Linked DNA regions of Mus musculus: region 2 is linked to region 1. The links are chromatin contacts, called in public HiChIP or PLAC-seq maps. All regions are on one chromosome and are shown on one strand. Each heading gives the region's core, a stretch centred on a gene start, on an enhancer-like site or on the middle of the called end of the contact. The rest is flanking DNA. Distances are from core to core; before and after follow the strand shown.

The links. HiChIP or PLAC-seq counts read pairs in DNA pulled down with a chosen protein or histone mark.
Region 2: a contact with region 1 is called in an H3K27ac HiChIP or PLAC-seq map of extraembryonic endoderm stem cells, with 2.9 times the contacts expected there. The contact joins the enhancer-like site here to the promoter of Dmrt1i in region 1. A contact is called at or near these places in 3 of 39 promoter capture datasets (embryonic stem cells, hippocampal neurons and stem cell-derived epiblast-like cells) and 2 of 115 datasets of contacts at active chromatin or transcription factors (extraembryonic endoderm stem cells and pancreatic cancer cells).

The regions. Positions count from the first base shown.
Region 1 is chr5:144,355,730-144,360,768 of GRCm38.p6, forward strand. Dmrt1i (Dmrt1 interacting ncRNA) reads left to right here and starts at 2,194. Exons shown (of 2, transcript NR_102374.1): 1 at 2,194-2,315; 2 at 4,724-5,039. It overlaps Baiap2l1 (BAI1-associated protein 2-like 1), which reads right to left and starts at 2,383. Exons shown (of 14, transcript NM_025833.3): 1 at 2,062-2,383. The coding sequence starts at 2,112.
Region 2 is chr5:144,986,278-144,991,316 of GRCm38.p6, forward strand. Kpna7 (karyopherin alpha 7 (importin alpha 8)) reads right to left here. Exons shown (of 12, transcript NM_001347531.1): 10 at 3,409-3,555. Among named protein-coding and RNA genes, the nearest start is that of Kpna7, 19 kb to the right of the region's middle. Within about 2 kb of position 2,469, at least 50 of the 459 cell types and tissues checked have an H3K27ac peak or open chromatin away from gene starts, as enhancers often do. A contact at or near this core is called in extraembryonic endoderm stem cells and pancreatic cancer cells, where this site is marked.

The DNA.
Region 1 (5,039 bases), core at 944-3,443:
CTCAGCCCTTGGGAGGGGGCAGAGGAAGGTGAACTTCTGAATCTGAGGTCAACCGGGTCTACATATCAAATTCCAGGCCAATCAGGGCTACATAGTGAGACCCTGTCAGAAAACAAAACATCCCCAAAAGGACTAACTATGCCTTACGTCTACCAATGCGGATAACCAAAACAACAAAATCAACAGTCAACAACAACCAAACCAACAAAATCAACAGTCTTCCTCTTACTCCAGCTCTGTGGGTAGAAAGACAGGCCAAGGTGGTTCATTTTTGTGGTACTGTAATCTGCCTGCCCACACCAACCAAAGGTTTCTCAGTCAGAAGTGAGAAAAAGAACAGTTTGCTCAGGGCATCTGATTGCTTGTCTAAAGTTGACATTTTCTTTCCAGACCAGCAAGATAAACAATCAATTGTGTTTGAGAAACTTAACTGTGCCTGTGTTTTCCACTGCAGCAGATGCTCGGATTCCACGCACAGACTACAATAAATAACCCACATTCCTCAGTTATGGTTTTTCCTTGACTGAGTATTCATCTGAGTATCTTGTCTCCCCCACGCTAGGGCATTTTACTTCCATACTCTGTCGACACCCCACACCCCAGTTCTACCGGCTTCACATCATTTAAGTCTGAACAATGCCAATCCAAATACAAGGCTTTAAACATTCAAATTTCTGGCATTTCTAAAAATTATCATTTAATTAAGGAAGCACACTAATAGGAACAGGTTTTGGTCACAGTTGTGAACCTTCAAAATCATAATAATACAGTCTACTTTGTCTATCTAGAATAAATGTTATAGTGCACACATGGAGGGGTGGATATGATTTGGAGCCACAATGAATTCTGAAAATATTTTCATGCTGCTTTAAAATGATTTTCCAGCAACTCAATAAATTCTGATTTCAGGAACTAAGACCTTGCAAATCTAGAAACTCAATTTTAGGGGTGAAAAAAAAAAAACTAGAGAAATGACCAAAGAGTGGGTGAAAAAAGAATCTAGAGAAATGACCAAAGAGTGGGTTTTAATCATGACTACAAGTAAATTTAGAGAACTTTAAATCTCAGGGGTTCAGTGGACCTAAGTGGAATTAAAACAAAAGTTGTTTTGTATTCTATTAATAGCAGATGATTAAACGGATATCTCATTTCAAATGGAATTCATTTATAAGTACTTAAACTTACTAAACTGGCCACTAATCCCATGTCTGTTTCTGGAAAAATTCTCTCACATAACATGCCAGTTAAGCGACCAATCACCACACGTTCTGTCAGCTTAAGTCAATTCTTATTAAAATCTCAGTGCTCTCTGACTCCAATAACCTCCCCAAATCATGAACGTAGAAACAGTCCAACTGCGGGCGAACATGCTCATAATAATTGTATATAGATGTATAAAACTGTCAAAACGCTAAACAAAAAGTAATCAAAAGCCAAATCGAACTTAAAAGCTACTGTATGAAAGAGTCCAAGAGGGCGAAGGCGTTTCAAGTCTTCCCAGGAGCAGATTCCCTGGCAGCCTAGAAAATTCCCTGAGCCGAGGGAGCCAGGCTCACCTGGCGATGGATTCCTAATTACGGAGGAGTTTCTCCCCTACATTCTTTCTTTTCTCCGAGGAAACTCGAGCTTGTCTCTTTTCTCTCTCTCTTTTGGATCTGGGGAGGGGTTAGCCCCAGCGGTCAGACCAGCGCAGTCACTGACCACAAAGAGAAGTTGGGGGAGGATAAGAACCTCTCGGGGACCCCGCGGATTGTCGTCCACGTCTCCAATCCCCTTCCCCCAACACGGGAAATGTGGGGTCCCTGGGAGTCTCCAAGGGTCCAAGGGGGAAGGGGAGGCCCTTATCATGTAAAGTCCCCACTTTATCTCAAAAGCGAAAAAGAATCTCGACCGACCCCGCTGGCGACAATGGTCAGCTGCTTGTCCGGGCTCACGTTCCTGGCCTCGAACCCTGGAGTTCCCAAGTCTCCGGGCCTCCCAGCCTCCGCCCTCAGCCTGGAACCACAGAGTCCCGGATCCCCCCGGTCTCCCGTCTCGAGCTCCGCAAAGTCCCACACTTACCCGGTACGTGTTCTCCGTGAGCCGGTTCACCTCCTCCGGCCCCCGAGACATGGCTGCAGCCTCCGGGAGGGCGAGCGCGGGAGGACGCGGCGGGGCCTCGTGGCCGCCGGGCGGCGGGAGCGCCTAGGACTTGAGACTGAGTGGTCCTTGAGAGTCGGCCGCCGCCACAGCTGTCAGCGGGAGAGAGTCAGTGCGCGTCTCTGCTGCCAAAATGTCAAAACTTTGCGGCGCTTCGGTCTGTAAGGAGCTGCGAGGTAGACGTAGCCTGCCAAGGCTGGGACGAGCAAAGGGACGGGCAGCCCCACCTGAGGCGGGCGGAGTGGGCGGGGCCGTACGGCCAGAGGGCGGGGCAGCCCCACCTGAGGTGGGCGGGGCCTAGGCTGAGTACTCTAGAGTGGGCGGGGCGGCCTCGCGCGGAGACAGCCTGGTGGGAGGGTCGATCTTTTGGGGCAACCGGGGGAACCTGGAAGAGACTTGTTGCGCTAGGTGGGCGTGGCCTAGGGGCTTGCTAAGCGGAGCAGAAGCCCGGCCAGCGCGCCGGACTGATTGGCCCCAGCTGAGACGTGGAGCGGGGGTGGGGTCTGAGAGGCCAACAAGAGGGAGAAGCCAAGGGGAGGGGACGCGCCCTTACTCCCCCCACCTGAAATGGACTGATGGGCGTGGCCTAGATGGCGGATGGGCGTGGCCGAAACAAGAAGGGACGGAGTGAACGAAGTCGCCCTAGCTGTGTCCGCCAGAGTGGCACCGCAGAGTTGAGCCGGTGGGCGCGGTCTAGCAGACCGATGGGCGGTGCTGAAGCGAGGATGGCGTGGTTTAGACAGCCCCAGCTGAGGCAGGCAAGGGAATGGGAGAGTCTTCCTCGTGTGGGCGTGGCTGAGCAGCCTGGTGGGCGAGGCTGGAGCAGTACAAGGCGAGGTGGCTGGACCCAGTGGACCAGGCCATCTCGCCTAAGGCTTGGCAGTGGAGGTAATACCTCTGTTCGCCCTCTCCCGGCCCTCCCAGAGTTCCAGCCAAGCCCCTACACTGTGGTGTCTTTTAGAACAGGACCTGGACCTTTGGGCTTCTAGGTCTTTGGTCTAGTGTCCGCCACAAGGTGCTGGCTCTGAAAGCTCGAGGCTCACATCCTCCGCAGGTGAATCCTCTAAGCTCTCTGCCTTTGAGTAACTTCCACATACCTCCTACGAATCGGTTTCCCTGATTGAAGGTCCACGGGGCATGGTTTCTCATGGATGGAGCCACCCACAATTTTGAAAGTTCCGGGGTGCCAAAAAAAGTAACTAACGCCAAGATCTGATTACTGGAATAACAGAACATTAAGAATAAGTTTAAAATCCCATGCTTTACAACTATGTAAATCACAAGACTGTCTAAAAATTTCCTCTGTGTGTGTGTGTGTGTGTGTGTGTGTTACAAGAAGTCAACCTTGGGCGTCATTCCTCAGCCGATATCTACTATATATATCTTGGAGACAGAGTCTCTTACTGAAGTAGCTAAAAAGGATAGACTGATGGCTATCAAGTCTCCACAAGCCCCATGAATCCACCTGTCTCCCAAATTCCCAGCACTGGGAGTACAAGAGCATATCTACTGTATGTAGCTTTTCACATGGGTTCCGCAGATGGAACCCAGGTCCCAATGTTCGCACCACAGGCACTTTACAAACTGACCCATTTCCTCAGCCCCCAGGTCGGCTGAGGCGTCTAGGATGTCTGTGCTTTCTTTCATCTTGTAGAGGCCATGTAGGTGTGTGGCTCCTGGCACATTATTTAAAACTTTTATTTTATGTGTAAGCTACTTGGACTGCATGTATGTCATCTGTGACTGATACATATATATGTACATGCCTGGTGCATATGTCAGAGGTCAGAAGAGGGCTTCAGATTCCCTGAAACTTGGGTTGCAGAAGGTTGTGACCATCATGTGGGTACTGGGAAACAAACCTAGGTCCTCTGGAAGAACAGCCAGTGTTCTTAACTACTGAGCTGTCTCCCTAGTCCTTCCTGGTGCTTCCTGTTGTCTACCCAGTCACACCCAACCCAGCTCTGAACATGTCCTAGAGTACACACCTAGGACTGAGGTGACCCAGACTCCAGGGCCACAGCAACCTTCTCCTAGCAGAAAACACACTCAGCGCTTGAGACTTGAACTCAGCCGGAGTGGGCAAGGCTTTATTTTTAAAAGCTGTCCAGGTACGATTGCTTTGTTTATGAGCTTGGAGGATACGAAGCTTCTAAACTGCTCCAGGATAAAGTTCACTGGGAAATACACACAAAGAAAGCACTGTGTGCCCCAGATGGAAACACTGAAAGTATGGGATGACTCTGGACTTAGAACAGACACAAGCACTTGGACTCTGGGGCAGTCTTATCACGTTTTGCAGGCTATAAAACATATCTGGCTTGGGAAGCAAATGGTGGTTGGTGTGGGTTGCATGGTGGAGGGAATAACACCTCAGCCCTATGTTGGAGGCAGTGGGAGACGCTCCCCATGTCTTTAAAGGATCTTTAGGAGCTGGCTCAGAAAATGTGCCAACTGGGGTTCACTTGTCATATGCGGGGTGGTAAGCAGGACTCTATAATTACTACCATTACATATTAGGGTTCACCAAGGGTGTCTTCTGGCTTTTATTTGAACTTGAAAACTCCTTGTCTTTCCTTGGCAGATCCCCTTTTTGTCTCAGAACCTCTTTCTGTGTCTTCCTTCTGACGAATGAGGTCATTTCACCCTCCACTGCCAGGCAGTCATCCGAGGAGCTGGAAAGAGAGCGGAAGCTTAACCTTTAACAGCCCGCAGCTTGGCAGCACCAGTTCCGAGCCAGAGAGGACAGTTTAACAAGCTGTCATAAAGCCAGTGAGGATCTCAGATGGCCCAGTTAGATCGCCATGGTTGGAATTTGATCAGAGATTGAAGTTCTCAAGTGTATGCAAATCTTTGCATTGATTATCTGGGCATATCAAACTCAACTTTGTGGAAATAAC
Region 2 (5,039 bases), core at 1,219-3,718, 630 kb after region 1:
ATCTGGGCATGGCACATGTACCTAGAACATCAGCACTTGTAAGGGCTAAAGATGGGCTAAACGGCGTCAGGGACACCACAAGGAAACTTACAGAACCAACTAACCTGGGCCCAGAGGGGCCCCCAGAGACTGAACTGCCAACCAGGGAATGCATGGGACTGACTTAGGCCTCCTGCATATGTGTTATAGTTGTGCAGCTTGGTTGTCATGTGTGACTCCTAACAGTGGGAGTAAAGGCTGTCTCTAACTCTGTGGCCTGCCTTTAGATCCCTTTCCCTGTACTGGGCTGCCTCATCTAACCTGAACAGGAGAAGATACTAGTCCTACTGCAACTTGCTATGCCAAGGCTAGTTGATCTCCATGGGAGGCCTGCCCTCCTCTGAGGAGAAAGGGAGGAGGAGGAGATGGGGAGCAGGATGGGGGAGGGGAGCACTGTTCAAGGGAGGAGGGGGGAGCTGCTACAGTATTGATGGGCTCTGAACATAGTTGCGTATGCAGTACAATACAAACAACTGATGTCTGTCTACTTCCTCTTTTGAGCCAAGGTTTGTATTGTGCAGTCCAGACTAGCCTCTGACTTCCAGCTTTCCTCAGTTTGGGATTACAGATGAACACCACCATGTCTGACCCCCTTGAATTTTTTTTTTTTTTGAGACACGGTTTCTCTGTGTAGCCCTGGCTGCCCTAGAACTCCCTTTGTAGACCAGGCTGGCCTCAAACTCACAGAGATCTACCTGCCTCTGCCTCCTGAGTGCTGGGAATAAAGGCGTGCACCATCATGCCTGATTTTTTTTTTGAGAGACTCCCATGTAGCCTAGGCTGGTCTAAAATTTCTACTGTGCCTGCTTCTACCTCCCACATGCTAGGATTACAGTGGTGGACCTCACTAATATGTCTACTTTCAGTCTAATAATTAAAAATATTTTTGGGAGGGGGAGGGGGAGAGAGAGGGAGAGAGAGAGAGAGTGAGTGAGTGAGAGAGAGAGTGAGTGAGTGAGAGAGAGAGAGAGAGAGAGAGAGAGAGAGAAAGAGAGAGAGAGAGAGAGAAAGAGAGAGAGAGAATGCACACATGTACACATTCCACAGCATGTGTGGAGGGGTTAGAGGTCAACTTGTGGCAGTTGGCTCTCTTGCACTAATTAGGTCCTGGGAATTGAACTCAGCCCCTCAGGTGAGGCAGTAAGCACCTTAGCACCTTTACACCCCGAGCCGTTTTACCAGTTCCATCTTGTGGATTTTTAAGCAGACTTGGCTGCCATTGAGAACACGTGTGCTGTGACCCCCCCCCCCCACCCACCCATCACCGCTCTCCCTCTCCCTCTTCCCTAACTGAAACTCTGTCCTCGCTCACACTAACGCCTAGCTCCCACTCCGCCCAGCCTCAGTTCTCTACTATCTGCTGCTATGCACTTGCACTGTCTCAGGTCCTCAAGGAAGAGGAATCAAACAAGACCTGTGCGCATGCGCAGAATCAGGTTCTCGAGGAAGAGGAATCAAACGAGCCATGTGCGCATGTGCAGAATGTGTAACTACCATGCGCACAGGGTCACGTGCACCCGTGTGTACAGGGGCCAGAGGTTGACTTCTGGTGTCTTCCTCAATCACACTCCACCTTCGTCTTTTGGGGGTGGATGTCTCTCACTAAATCTGGAGCCCTCCAGTTTGGATAGACTGGATGGCCATCAAGCCCCCCGTCTCTGTCTTCCAAACAGTGGGATTCCAGGTGCCTGTGCCTTGCCCAGAGTTTTACATGGATGTCAGATTACAAGCCTTGGCCCTCATACTTGTCTGGCAAACATGTCACCAACTAAGGATGTCTTCAAAGTCTCCACTGCCTTGAATTCCCTATGCACTTGAGGATGGCCTTGAACTCCCGACCTTCCCAGCTTTTACTTCCTGAGTGCTGGGGTTACAGGCCTGCGTCATCTCCCCCTGCGAAGTGGTCACCTGGTAAACTTTATGTTATTTATATCCTACCACTGGATAGACCTTTACAGAAACCTCTATCTGATCTCTACTTCCCCAGGCCACAGACAACTCAGACATTTTATGGAGTAACTCATTCCCAAACTTATGTGTTCTAGAAAGAGACAAAATGTAGTGTTGAAATGGTTTCCCCCAAAAGCTGGGCCAGACGGCATTGTTTGCATTCTTAGAAAAATCTCTTTCAGAGTATTGTCCTTTGTCCCTTCCACTCCTATTCCCCTGGGTGGGGCTCGAGGGGGGGCGGGGGAGGCAAGGGAAAGACAGTTTAAAACCAGAAACCAAGAGATAAGCTCCCATGGGTGTAGACTGGCTTTGTGTGCCCTAGGAAGGCTAAGGCCAACCTCAGTTGTCATTCCATAGGAGCTATTTGTGTTGCTTAAACAGTGTGTGTGTGTGTGTGTGTGTGTGTGTGTGTGTGTGTGTGTACCCTGTGCATGAGGTTAGGGACAATCGGCAGGAGTCATGATTCTCCTATCACGTACATGGGTCCCAGGGATGCCAGTCCTCAAGCCTGACATGGAGCGCCTTTACACAGACGTTGAGGATAGTCTCGTATCATTTGAGAGGAGGGAACTTTAATTAAGAAAATGTCTCCAGGGCTGGTGAGGGGGTGCAGCAGCTAAGAGCACTGACTGATTTTCCACAGGTCCCGAGTCAATTCCCAGAAACCACATGGTGACTCATGACCATCTATACATAAAGGGATCTGATGCCCTCTTCTGGCCTGCAGGTGTACATGCAGACAGAGCACTCACAAGCAAGCAAGTGAGCAAGCAAGCTAGTAAGCAATAGAAAATAAAAGAAAGAAAGAGAGAGAGAGAGAGAGAGAGAGAGAGAGAGAGGGAGAGAGAGAGAGAGAAAGAAAGAAATTGCCTAAGAGAGGCCTGAAGGGAATCCTGTCAGCTCCTGCCTCCAGGCTCCTACCATGGTTGAATTCCTGTGCTGACTTCCTTCAGTAGCAAACAGTGATGTGGAAGCTTAAGCCTAATTAACCCTTTCCTCCCCAACTTGCTTTTGGTCATTGTGTTTCATTGAAGCAATAGAAACCTTAACTAAGACACCACCCATCATCCATCTTGCCGACGACGCCTCTGCGGTGTGTTTAATTTTGCATTGCATCTCTCCCTGGATTGGGATCTGTTTAGCTAGACTGACTAAGCACTGGGTCAAACATCCGTGCTCACCCAGGACTGGGATTCTAAACATGGATCAACAAGCCTGGGTTTCTCACATGGGCTCAAATTTAGGTCCTCACACTTGCATAGCAAGCACTGGATCATCTGAGCCATGCCCCAGCTCCCAGACAAGCTTCCTGATACTCAAAGGCCACCTGTAGAACGGGGACCAGCCGGGTTCACAGGATAATGGTGGAAGCACGGCCACCAAGAGCCAGCCCCACAACACAAGGGTCTCCTTACTCACCTCACAGAAGTATTTCTCGATGATGTCCAGGGCGCTATTGCTGATGGAAATGTTGTGGTGGTGCTGTAAACACTCAATTTTTTCAAAGCCACCAAATTTTTCTATCTGAAAATACAGCCTTTTCTTCTCTTGTAGATTGTCTATATGCTGAGGATGGGCGAGAAGCCAGCAAAGAGACAGTGAGACCCAGAGCGTGCTTGGGCAGTGTGTGTGTGTGTGTGTGTGTGTGTGTGTGTGTGTGTACTCATGCGTGTGTGCGCGCGTGCACGTGGAACTTCAGCTGGCCAGCCTTAAGGGGGCTGTTTTAGTTAGAGGCAGACCTGATCCAGGAGGAAAGGTCACAGACCCATTGAAAAGGCCAAGATCTCCCTCCTCTCCTGTCATTAATTCATTTCCTCAATCGTGCTTGAGTGCATTTATTTACAAAGTCCACCCCTGCCTTTAGTCATTCACAAAATCATCCACAAAGTCTTTCATTCACAACAATCACCCAGGAATTCACTCACTCATTCACAAAATCACCCAGGAATCCATTTGCCCAGGAATGCATCTGCTAATTCATTCATTCACAAAATCACCCAGGAATTCATTCACTCATTCACAAAATCACCCAGGAATTCATTCACTCACAAATACATTCATGAAGTCACCGGTGGGTTTATTTGTTCACACAGTCATTCACTTTTTTACTAAAAATGTATCCAACATTCATAGGATACTAATGTAATAAATCCAAAAAGGCATTTGTCCAAAGCACCAAAGAATTCAAAGTAAGAAAGCATTTAATAAACATCAAAGCCTAGATGAGCATTACAGGACTCTAGGAACTGCTGAGACAGGGTCTTACGCAGTCCAGGCCATCCTTGAACTTGGCTATGTAGCTGAGCACAGTAACCTCAATCCCTAGTCCTCCTACCTCCACCTCCACCTCCCCAGGTGTGGGCTTGGCAAGTCCACTCAACGCAGTCATTAAAGGAATCCATGGTATCAGCGCATAGCATTTCTCTCTTCACCTTTGTCCTGACCGTCCTTGGGGAATGACATTATCCTGTCCAGGCACAGTGCCACTCAGGAACGATTTATAGTTCTTTCCAATCCAGGCCTGTCTTTCTTCTATGACTTTAACCCCTGGTGGTTTACTGGATCTTAAACAATTGATATAGGGAGGCTGGAGAAATGGGTCTGTGGCTAAGGGCATTTCCCAAAGGACACAGGTTCAGTTCCCAGCTCCCACAAGGTAGCCCACAGCTATCTCTAATTCCAGTTCCAGAGGATTCCATGACCTCTTCTGGTCCCCGTGGCCCTGCATTCACGTGGTGTACAGACATACACGCAGGCAAAATATCCATTCGGATAAAATAAAAGTAAACCGATCTTTTAAAATAAATCTGATGCAGAAGTGGGCGTGGCGGGGTGTGACTCTAATCTCAGCATGTCAGAGGTCTCAGGAAGCTCAAGTGTTACCATGTGTCCTATGTAAGTCATACAGGGAGACCGTGTGTTCAGTGTAAGTTATGTAGGGAGAGCCTGTGTCAAATCTCAAAAGGAAAAGCATCAAAACCAAAAATGTGTCTGGAGAGATGTTTAAGAGCAAAAACGCCTCCTACAGAGGTGATCCTATGTGAGGTGGA